Regions from separate parts of the Oryctolagus cuniculus genome. Here region 1 is linked to region 2. The links are chromatin contacts, called in public Micro-C maps. All regions are on one chromosome and are shown on one strand. The core of a region is the stretch at or near the end of the contact, and the rest is flanking DNA. Distances in the headings are between cores, read along the strand shown.

Region 1 (5,591 bases), core at 1,231-3,730, 100 kb before region 2:
CCGAGAATGGCAGGACGCAGGAGCAGCACGACCACGGCCCCGACTCCAGCCCGCGGGCCGCCGGGCCCCGCAGGTGCACCGCACGGCAGGGCCACCGACTTAAACTTACATCTTCCCAACAGAACAACAGGACCTCTAAGCTCCTCTCATCTAAAAAACCTTTGTTTCTTCCCTAAAAGAAATTAAAATGGGAGAATTTCACGCCAGGAAGTTGATGAGACGTGCTACAGGGTGGGAGACACCGTCTGCACACAGCGTGGGGGCCACCAGACGGCCCTGGGGCAGGCCACGCTCCTACCGGAGCTGTGCGTGGCCCATGTCAGGCAGCCACGGGCACAGAGCTCGCAGGCCTCCCAGCCACCTCCCTAGAGCCCAGGCAGCGGTCACCGGGGCCGGGGCCCAGAGCAAGCGCTGCAGCGGGCCGGGGTGGGGGAAGGGTGCTGGCCGAGGTCCACTGCAGACGCTCAGCCCGGCCCCGCGCCCCCGCGCCCCCGCGGCCCCGCGGCCCCGCGGCCCGCGCCCCCGCGCCCCCGCGCCCCCGCGGCCCCGCGCCCCCGCGCCCCGCGCCCCCGCGCCCCCGCGCCCCGCGCCCCCGCGCCCCGTGCCCCCGCGCCCCGCGCCCCCGCGGCCCCGCGCCCCCGCGCCCCCGCGCCCCGCGCCCCCGCGGCCCCGCGGCCCCGCGCCCCCGCGCCCCGCGCCCCCGCGGCCCCGCGCCTCCGCCTCACCTGCAATGAACTGCTCGTACTCGATCACCGGGATGTTCCTGTTGAGACTCGGAAGGTCAAAGAACTCGGACCAGGGAATGCGGACCTGGCGGATGTCGGGGCTCTGCCAGTGGTAGAGGCGGCCCCAGGGCGGCAGCACCAGCACCCAGTCCTCGGTCTTCAGCAGCGTCTTCAGCAGCGACGCCACGCGGATGTAGACGTCCCTGCGCAGGTTGAAGCCTTCCGGGGGGTTCACGTCGTACAGCAGGTACCTGACGGCGGGAGCGCGCGTGGCGGGCTGAGCCTCTGCCCAGGGCGGCCCGGCTCCGCGTCTGCACCGCCGGCTGTGCCCTGCCGCCCACCACCCAGCCCCAGCACAGCCCCAGGGCACCCAGCACGGCCTCCGAGCGGCCGGCTCCGGGTCTCTGTACCGCCGACTCTGCCCCTGCCGCCCACGACCCAGCACGGCCTCCGACACCAGCAGCTGAGACCAGGGTCAGTGCCCGGGGCTTGGCCTGTGCAGGGCGGTTACTGAGAGGCCACGGGGCTGCTGGGCAGCAGCTGAATCCGTCTCCCAGGAGACGCTCACCGGAACTGAGCTCACAAAACCAAACCGTCACATGTCCACAACCCCCCCAGAGGCCGGCAGCTGCCCGGCGGTGAAGCCGCACCCCGCACTGCAGGGCCTGGGTTCAAGTCCTGGCCCCACTCCCGACTCCAGCTTCCCGCCTGGGCACACAACTGCAGGCAGCGGGCGAGGGCAGAAGACCCCGGCCCTGCACCCGCAGGGGAGACCCAGACAAGTGCCCGGCTCCCAGCTTCTTCACCTGGTCCAGCCACTGCCAGCATTCGGGGAATGAACCAGGAAATGGAGAATCTGTGTCCCTCAAGTCGGCTAACTCTGAAAAAGAACCTGGGGGCCGGTGCTGTGGCGCAGCCCCAGCATCCCATGTGGGCACCAGTTCAAGTCCCGGCTGCTCCACTTCTGGTCCAGCTCTCTGCTGTGGCCTGGGAAAGCTGTAGGAAACAGCCCAGGTCCTTGGGCCCCTGCACCCACACAGGAGACCTGGAAGAAGCTCCTGGCTCCAGGCTTTGGCCTGGCCCAGCCCTGGCCACTGCGGTCATTTGGGGAATGAACCAGAGGATGGACAAGCTTTGTCTTTCATTAATTCTGCCTTTCAGATAAGTAAAATCTTTAAAAGAAATAAAGATTCTGGTATTCCGTGCGGCTTCAGAGGTCACGTCTTTCGGAGGGGAAGCCGGTAAACAACTCAGAACAGACACGGCAGCTGAGGGCGGCGACCTCCGCGGGTCCCGCAGCTCTCCCCTGGGACTGCGACGGGCGAAAGCCGGCCGGGAGAGCCCGGGCGAAGGCGCAGCGCCCGGCCGGGTCGGCTCTCCCGGGCTGCTCGGCTGCCCGCCGCGGGAAGACGCCCGGCCGCCGGCGCCAGCACCCGCATCCCCACGCGGGGCTCGACGCGCCCCGCCCAGGCCCCGCCCCTGGCCCCGCCCCCGGCCCCGCCCACTCGGGACATCCCGACCCGCTCGCTCGGGACCCCGCCTCGACCCCGGCTCCCCCTCCCCGCGGGCGTGGGCGGCACGCGCGCTTACCGTCGGCGGGACGCCGCTCCCGACAGGATGTCGGCCGCCGACTGGCCCGGCCAGAACTCCTCGCCCGAAGCCGAGACGGGCGGCCACAACGCCGCCCCCAGCAGCAAGCAGACGACGCCGAGCGCCGCCATGGCCCCGGCGGCCACGCACTTCCGGCCGCCGCGCCCCGCCCCGGAAGCGCGCGCCGAGCCCGCCTCCGAGGGCGCGTCGCCTGTAACCGGGGTAACGGCGCGCGCCCCGGGCCGCGCGTGCGCCTAGCGCCTGGTGCGCTGCCGGCCGTCGCGCACCGCCGAGTTGGGGCTCCCACGCGCGCGGCCGCAGCATCGCGATAGGGGAGACGGAGGCGTTCGGCCCCGGCGTGTCTGCCGCGGGGCCTGGCATAGTTTATGCAGAGTTTAAGGACTTTGACTCGGGGGCGGGGCCGGTCTTGGTCAGCAGCCCACACACCTGCGGGGGTCCCGGGCCTGGGTCCTGGCGGGTGGGGAATGCGGGCCGCCTCCGCCCCGGCCTCTCCGCCGGCACGCGGGAACCCCCGCGATTCGCATTTACCCGAGAGCACCGCGGCACGGGTGTCTGGGGAGCCCTGTCTGCGGCCAGCTGCTGCTCAGGGGGTCTCCGTGTGGGCCGGGGACCCGGCCGGGGCTTGGCCATCCGCCTGGCGCGTTGGATCCTCACCTGGACCCGTGCAGCAGGACGCTTGGTGCCCAGGGTCCCCGGGGTCCAGGCCCTCTGCCCTTCGGCCACCCAGGGCTTCACTGTGCATGGGGTGGGTGGAGGGGAGACACTGGGCCCAGCCTGCACACCTGCTCCCTGGCCTGGAGAGGCCACACGGCCCGGGGTGGGGTGGGGTGGGGGTCCGGGATGTCTCGGTAGGGGTGCAACCACAGGGGGCTGCCTGTCTTTCAAGGAGGGCAAAACCCACCCCCTTCGCACTGGGGGAGGGCGGCCACTGGCTGAGGAAACACCCCCGAGCTGCTGGGCTGTAGGCACAGAAGGGGCCACGCGTCCCTCAGCTGCTCGGGATGGGATGTCCTGGGGGCGCAGCCCGGCCCGGAGCCCTCTGCGGGATGGCACCCCACACGACGTGGCCGCTTACTCACCCCGAGTTTATGAGAGCTGCTGTGGACACGTTTCTGTCACCCTGGCACTGGTTTGGGCCCAAGCCAGTTTTAAAAGGAGAGGCGAGGGGTGGGCGTCAGGTGCAGCGGTCGGGGCGCGTGCCGTTTCGGGGAGCTTGGGTTGACGTCCCTGGGAGGCAGCAGGTGATGGCTCAAGTCCCTGGGCTCCTGCCACTCAAACCTGGACGGAGGTTCCAGCCCCAGACTTTGCCTGACCCAGTCCCGGCCAATGCAGCCGTCGGGGGTGGGGGGGTGGGGGGGTGAACCAGCAGAGAATCTCTCGTCTCTTCCTCTCTCTCTTTCAAGTAAGTACAAATGAAAAACCAATAAAAAAGACCCACGAAACACCCCAAACCAGAAGTCAGAGCACAACAAAGGCAACAAAACCAGAGGGGGCGCCCCCAGGCCGCTCGAGTGCCCAGCCCTGTCCCTGGTCCCCCACGGCTCCAGCTGAACACCCTGTTGTAAGCACCTCATGGAGGAGGGCTGCTGGGCCCCCAGGACCCGGGGTGCCTGGCAGAGCGGGCACAAGACCCACAGAAGACCTGTGATCGGCCACGGACGAGGCCCAGCCTGGCTCAGACCGCGGGAGCTCTCCCCTGCCTGCTGGGGCCCCCGCACCTGGGTTTCTCCCGAGGACAGCTGGGTGCACATGGGGGGGGCTCTCTTCTGTCCCCACCCCCACTCCCTCTTCATTCAGGCCCTAGGAGTTTGGTGTAGAGCCCCGGATGAACAGCCTGGGGCCGATTTTGTGAGTAATCTTTAGCCTCCTAACTGGAGGCGTGGGCACCAGGGCCTGTCCCCAGACCAGAACTCCTTCCTGGACAGCGAGGCCACTGGCCACAGGGCCGCCACAGGAGGGCAGGAGAACACTGCCCTGGAAGCCGGCCTCCAGCTGGGTCTGCACGGAATACGGAAAGTTCCACCCCACCGCGGCACACGGGGGCGCTGCTGAGCCGGGCAGCGGAGGCCTGGTGAGGCCACCAAGCCGGTCCCTTGTCCACAGCGAACCCTGAGATCAGGCCTTGGGCCTCTGCAGTGCTGGGGGCTCTGAGAGGCCCCTCGGGAGCCTGACCTGAGGAGGGGGGCGGGGGCTGCGGCCTAGCAGGTGCAACTGTGGGACTGACCAAGGTCATACTTTGACCCTGTTGGCCCCAGGGCCTCGCCTGGCACTCAGAGGTTGGGTGGTGGCGCCCAGCCAGAGGACAGGCGGCCTTGCTGGTCCATCTGGGAGACCACCCCAGGACCCTGAGTCCTGAGTTCCTGGACCCCCTGCTTGTCACAGGTGCCCACAGCAAAACCCTGGCCTTGTCCCTGGACATGCACGGGGCGGTGCCAGGGCGGGGAGTTTCTGATTCTGGTTTCAGACTTCCTGCGAGGGGCGGGGCCCTCACCGAGGCCTACACGAGCGCCTGTTCAGGTCCTGGCTACTCCACTTCCAATCCAGCTCCTGGCTAACACACATCCCAGAAAGCGGCGGAGCATGGCCCAAGTGGGAGACTGCACCAAGTGGGAGACCCGGATGGAGCTCCAGGCTCCTGACTTTGGCTGGCCCAGCCCTGGCTATTTCAGCCATTGGGAGTGAACCAGCAGGTGGAAGATCTCTCTCTCTCTCTCTTGTTCTGCCACTCAAATAAATACATAAATCTTTATTAAAAACCAAGAGACGTGAGCGTCCTGGTCCCTCATTTGCCGTGGCCGCCTTATGGCTGCCTGTCTGTGCTGCCGAGGGTGAGGCTTCCCCTGGGGCTCTTCTGGACCCAGTGCAGTGGCTGGAACCGCTGTGGGGAAGTGGAGGGCGTGGAGGGCGGTGTCCTCGGGCCTGCGTGGCTCTGCCCTCCGCCGTGCTGGTGTCCAAACTCCCTCGTGACTGCCTGGCTGCTCACTTGTGTTTGGGGCCTGACTTCAGGGACTGGCCTCCCTCTCAGACCCAGGAGACTGGGCGGGGGAGGGGGACGGGATGGGCACAAGGTGGCGGGGGGGGGGGAGGCTGCTGGCCCAGCCAGGTGGTCAATTCCATGATGGTTTCCCTTTCCTTCTCCTGGCTGAGCTCCAGACACTGTGGACGTGGGTCCCGGGATAGATTCAGATCAGCCCACGGGACACGTGTACCACCATCCCCAGTCCTGAGAAGCACAAACCCACCAGGCCCTCGGGT
Region 2 (5,200 bases), core at 1,524-4,023:
GACGGCCCAGCCCTGCCCACAGGAGGCTGGTGACGGAGTGGGGCAGCCGTGGACACGCAGTGGCTGTCGTGACAAGTGACCACACACTTAGTGGCTTGAACAGCACTCCTCTGGGGCAGGCATCGTAGCCCAGTGGGTTGCGCTGCTGCTGGGGCATGCGTGTCCCGTGTGGGAGTGCCGGTTGAGTCCTGGCTCCTCGGCCTGTAGTCCGGCTTCTTGCCGATGCACCCTGGGAGGCAGCAGGTGATGGATCATGCGCTTGGGTCCCTGCGCCCCCACGGGCGACCCGGATGGAGTTCTAAGCTCCAGCCCCAGCTGTCGTGGGCACTGGGGAGTGAGCCAGCAGATGAGTGAAATCTCTGTTTCCAAGTAGATAAATAAACACGCATTCTAAACGGCACCAAACAGCACACATTTGTTCTCCAGCTCTGCCGCGTGGAGTCGGCAAGGCCTCCCTGGCTAAGCTCGAGGTGCAGGCGGCGCTCCCCCTGCAGGCCCCGGGGGGAGTTCCGCGTCCTGCCTGCCCGAGTTCAGAACCCAGGAGCGCGTCGGCCACTGCCCGCCCAGGCCGCGGAGCCTGCTGCAGGGCAGCTGCCGGGCAGCCTGTAGATCCGCCTGCTGCCCCCAGCCCTCCGCGGTGACCGCCTGATCTCGGGTTGATCGTGGGTGGGACGTGGACCCCTTTTCCCGCAGCCGCACAGGGAGTGATAACACGGGCCATTTCCTACCCTGGATGTGCCAAGGGCCCTGGACCTTTCAGTTCTAGGGTCCGTGTCTCAGCACCCACCGTGGCATCCGTGGTGGCCTGGGGGAGGGGCAGGGCAGTCTCTCAGGAGCCCCGGGAGGGTGCAGCAGCCAGGCTGGGGTGGATCCGGCAGAGCTGGGTGCTCCCGGCGGATGGAGTCTCAGGCGGCTGTGGCTGGGGGTCCCGTGTCACCCCGGGTTGGCCTCCATGGGGCCCTTAGTGGCAGGTGGCTCTGGGTGCCAGGGGAGAAAGACTTGCTGGCCTTGGTTACGCCCCTTCCCAGTGAAGGACATGGCGAAGGGGTCTGTGGCTCCCCCTGGCGGTGGCCCAGGTCTGACAGGTCTGTCTGATTGGCTCTGGCCGCCGGGGAGCTGATCTGGACGGGACGTGTGAAGGAAGCAGGGCCCCGGGCTGCCAGGGAGCCGTGTCCTCCTGCCTGGCGTTTGGGTGGAACTCGGAACACCGAAGCGGCCGCCCCCGCGGGCTCAGCACCGTCCTGTTAAGTGCATTAGCGTCTGGCTCTGGACTGAAGGGCTCGTCTGAACGACTTCCTGAGGCCCTGGGCGGAGCTGCGGCCCTGTGCCGGTGGCCAGAGCCAGGGGCTGGTGGGGCGCGGCTGGACCCCCGGGCTGTGCTGGCGACACCGGGCGGGCGGCACGTGGCCTGGCACTACCACTGGGCGCACGACTGTCCTGGCCCCAGCTCACCCTCCCGGTCCCTGACCCTGGCTCCTGGCCGCTTGGCGGGGCGGGTGGTGGCCCAGGCGCAGGGCCTGGGAGCCTGAAGCTGCTTTATTAGATGACAGCTGCAGACAGACGTCCTCAGCTTGTGAGAGCTCAGACCGTGAATAAACAGAAAACCCTCCGAGGAAACCGGCCAGGCCCGCAGCCGGTGCACCCGGGAAGCCGGGAGCCGGCTCGAGGCAGGTGGGGGCGTGGGAGCGGGCCTGTGGGGTTTACGGCTGGAAACGAGAGTGGGTGTTGTACGCCCCCGTCTTCCAGGCGGCAGGGGCGGTGTGAGTCCCTATGCTTCCTCCTCCTCTCTCCAAACAAGACAGCCGACAGAGGGGTGGTCCCCACCCCGGGGTCCCCGATGCCGCCCCGTTTCCAGGGCCAGCAGCAGACACTGAGTCTGCGGTGCAGAGCTCTGGCCCAGCGCGGCTAGGGGCCCAGGCAAGGGGCGGGGCACCTGCTCCCCATGGAGGGTCGCGGGGGCATGACCCGAAGCCCCGCCCCCTCCTTGGCCAGGGCTCTGTGTGAATCAGCAGTGACCAGAGGCCCCTGACCCCTTCCAGCCAGGACACTCTGGTCCCGGGAGCGCTGCCCCCCGGCCCTGCCCTGGCCCCTCCCTTGTGCCCGTCTGGGGAGCGGTGACCCCCACCACTCAGGGGCAGCCCCTCCCGTCGCCTCCCCTCCCACCGTGAGAACCTGGCGGTCTGAGCTGGCCCTCGAGCCTTCCATTAAAAATCCAGTTAATAAGCAACCCTTAAACCTTGAAAAACCCACTGGGCCGTTACTGCCCAGCTCGTCGCCGTCGGGTCCCGGGGCTGGGGTGTCTGTGGGCCCCGGCGCGTCGTCCCCACTGTGAGCCCTGGTGAAGGTGCTGCCCGGTGTGTTTCCTGGCTCTGTAGCTCTCACTTGAAAGAGGCGCCGGCTGTGTGCCTGGCCACGCCGCCGTATTCCTGGAGGGGCAGCTGAGCCACCGGCGGCAGTGAGTCATCGCGCACAGCCGTAGCCGCGTGGGCCGTCCCCCTGCTGCCCATGCCCCGCCCTGCTGGCCTCCAGCGGTGGCCGCGTCAGCACACGGGAATGTGCCAGTCCCCTCTGCATTCTTCGCCACGGCCTGCTGGGTCCTGGCCCGGCTGCTGCCTGCCTGGTCTCCCCTCGGTGTCCACTCTGTGGGCGCCAGAGCCCTGTCCCTGTCCTGCCTCCCCTGATGCAGCTCCGGCTCCCCGCAGGAGCTCGGCATGCATCCGCTGACTGAACGTGCGTCGTCTTGCCCGTGAGGTGTGCGTGTTGGGAGCCGGCCGTGCGGTGGGCACTCACTGCCTGTGGGATGTGACTCAGAGCCTCGTGGGAGGGAGCGCTCAGTGTCAGCCGCGGGCACGGGACACACACCGGATGCACAAGGGGCACACACGGGGCACACATGAGGCACACACAGACATACATGGGACACCCATGGCACACGGGATGCACATGAGGCACACAGGGCTATACACAGGGTGCATGTGTGGGGCACACACAGGACACACATGGGGCACACATGGGACACACAAAGCACATGGACATACATGGGACGCACACAAGGTACACACGGGACACACACACAGATGCACATGGGGCACACGAGTGTACACAGGGTGCATGTGGGGCACACACAGGACACACATGGGGCACACATGGGACACATGGGGCACACACAGGGCACACGGACATACATGGGACGCACACAAAGTGCACACAGGGCACACACACGGATGCACATGGGGCACACGGACACACACGGAGTACACAAGAGGTGCACACAGGATGCACATGAGACACACACGGATGTACAGAGGGTGCATGAGGGGCACACACAGGGCACATGGACACACATGGGATGCACACAAGGTACATACAGGGAACACACATGGATGCACATGGGGCACACAGACACGGGGTACACACGAGATGCACATGAGACACACACGGATGTACACAGGGTACATGAGGGGCACACACAGGGCACACATGGGACACACGAGGCACACACAGGGCACATGGACATACATGGGATGTACATAAGGTACACACGGGGAACACACAGATACACCTGGGGCACACAGACATGGGGTACACACGAGATGCACATGAGACACACACGGATGTACACAGGGTGCATGAGGGGCACACACAGGGCACCCATGGGACACACGGGGCACACACAGGGCACACGGACATACATGGGAAGCACACAAGGTACACACGGGGCACACGCATGGATGCACAGGGACACATGGACACACAGGATGCACATGGATGCACACGAGATGCACACAGGGCATACATGAGATGCACATGGGACACACGGGGCTCACACGGGAAGCACATGTACACGCATGGGGCTCACACAGACACACACACGAGCATCTCTGAGGAGGGGCCAGGATGAGAGGCTCTCGGTGTGCACACCCGAGATCTGGGAGTGACCCTGTGACGTGGTCAGCCATTAGCAAATGTGTGTCTTGGAAAGCGCTGGTGACCGCCTTGAAAGGCGGCAGAGGTGACCCCGTGTTCCTGCTTGGTGTGGAAGACCACAGACCCTCAGCCCCCGCCTCTCACAGCCCAGGGCTGTCAGTTCCCGACTCCGGCTCCGGCTCCGGCTCCGGCTTCCTACTCACGCACACCCAGGAAGGCAGCGGCGACACCACCCCGAGAGACCTGGCTTGGTTTCCCGGCTCTCGGCTTCGGCGCTGGCCCCGCTCTGGCCGTGGTGGGCATTTGGAGAGTGGCCCAGTGAAGTGTTTTCTCTCCCTCTTAACTAAAGTGAGTTTAAAAAGTGAATGGCATTCATCAAAGAAACACATGAAAAACCTCACTGAAAGTCCTGCAGACGAAGCTTTCGGGACGGTGTGGTTCAGGAAACTGGAGTCTTCCTCGCAGCTCCACAGAGTCCACGGGCCACGGAACTCCATGGAAAGTGGGTGATCCCGTGGCTTTGCGTGTGCAGGCGTGTGCCAGCGTCCACACAGCCGGCACCGAGCATTTCGTCCCCTGCGAGGAGCCCTCCGTCCTGCCCTGCCCATGCCCGACCCCTCTCTTACCTCCTTGTTCCCTGGGCATCCCACGAGGGCCAGGGCTAGGCCGGGGGTGGAGCTGGGGGCTCAACCTGGGTCTCTCGTGTGGGTGGCGTGGACCGCTGAGCTGTCCCGCTGCCTGCTGGGGTCTGCACTGGCAGGCAGCTGTGTTGGGACTGGAACCCAGGGGCTCTATGTGGGACGGGGTGCCCCAAGCTGCAGCTTCCTGGCCAGGCCCATGCCCACCCTGCCAGTGGACTTGGCTCTCTGTGGGTTTCCATGTTCTGGGCGCTTGTGTGAGACACGCAGCGTGGGGCCCTTTGCGTGTGGCTTCTCCTTGTCACATGATGTCCTCAGGGTTCATCCGTGTTGTGGCGTGTCGGCTCCATCCCCTTTCGCGGCTGAGTGCTGTAGTGCTGTGTCCCCCGGGCACCAGCGGATGGACGTTTGGGTCGCGTCCACCTTCTGGCTCTGGCACGTAATGCAGTTACTGGGGCCGGGGACACGGGAGTTTCTGGAGCACGCGTGCACCTGCCCTCCATCGTGAGGAGCGCCCGGCCCCACCAGGCCCCGCCCGGTCTGTTCTTGTCCGACCTCGGCACCGAGCTGCTGAGTGGGTGAGCGGTGGCATCCGGTGGTTTGGCTTGCGTCTCGGCGATGACGGATGGACCAGG

The links. Hi-C and Micro-C count contacts between places; a contact is called where the count stands out from the background.
Region 1: a contact with region 2 is called in a Micro-C map of ear pinna, with 18 times the contacts expected there. The contact joins the promoter of POFUT2 here to the enhancer-like site in region 2. A contact is called at or near these places in 2 of 6 Hi-C or Micro-C datasets (ear pinna and an unstated tissue).

The regions. Positions count from the first base shown.
Region 1 is chr4:1,406,610-1,412,200 of mOryCun1.1, reverse strand. POFUT2 (protein O-fucosyltransferase 2) reads right to left here and starts at 2,480. Exons shown (of 9, transcript XM_051839972.2): 1 at 2,316-2,480; 2 at 726-976. The coding sequence starts at 2,446.
Region 2 is chr4:1,302,829-1,308,028 of mOryCun1.1, reverse strand. All of the region lies in intron 1 of COL18A1 (collagen type XVIII alpha 1 chain), which reads left to right. Among named protein-coding and RNA genes, the nearest start is that of COL18A1, 22 kb to the left of the region's middle. Within about 2 kb of position 2,773, at least 3 of the 8 cell types and tissues checked have an H3K27ac peak or open chromatin away from gene starts, as enhancers often do. A contact at or near this core is called in ear pinna, where this site is marked.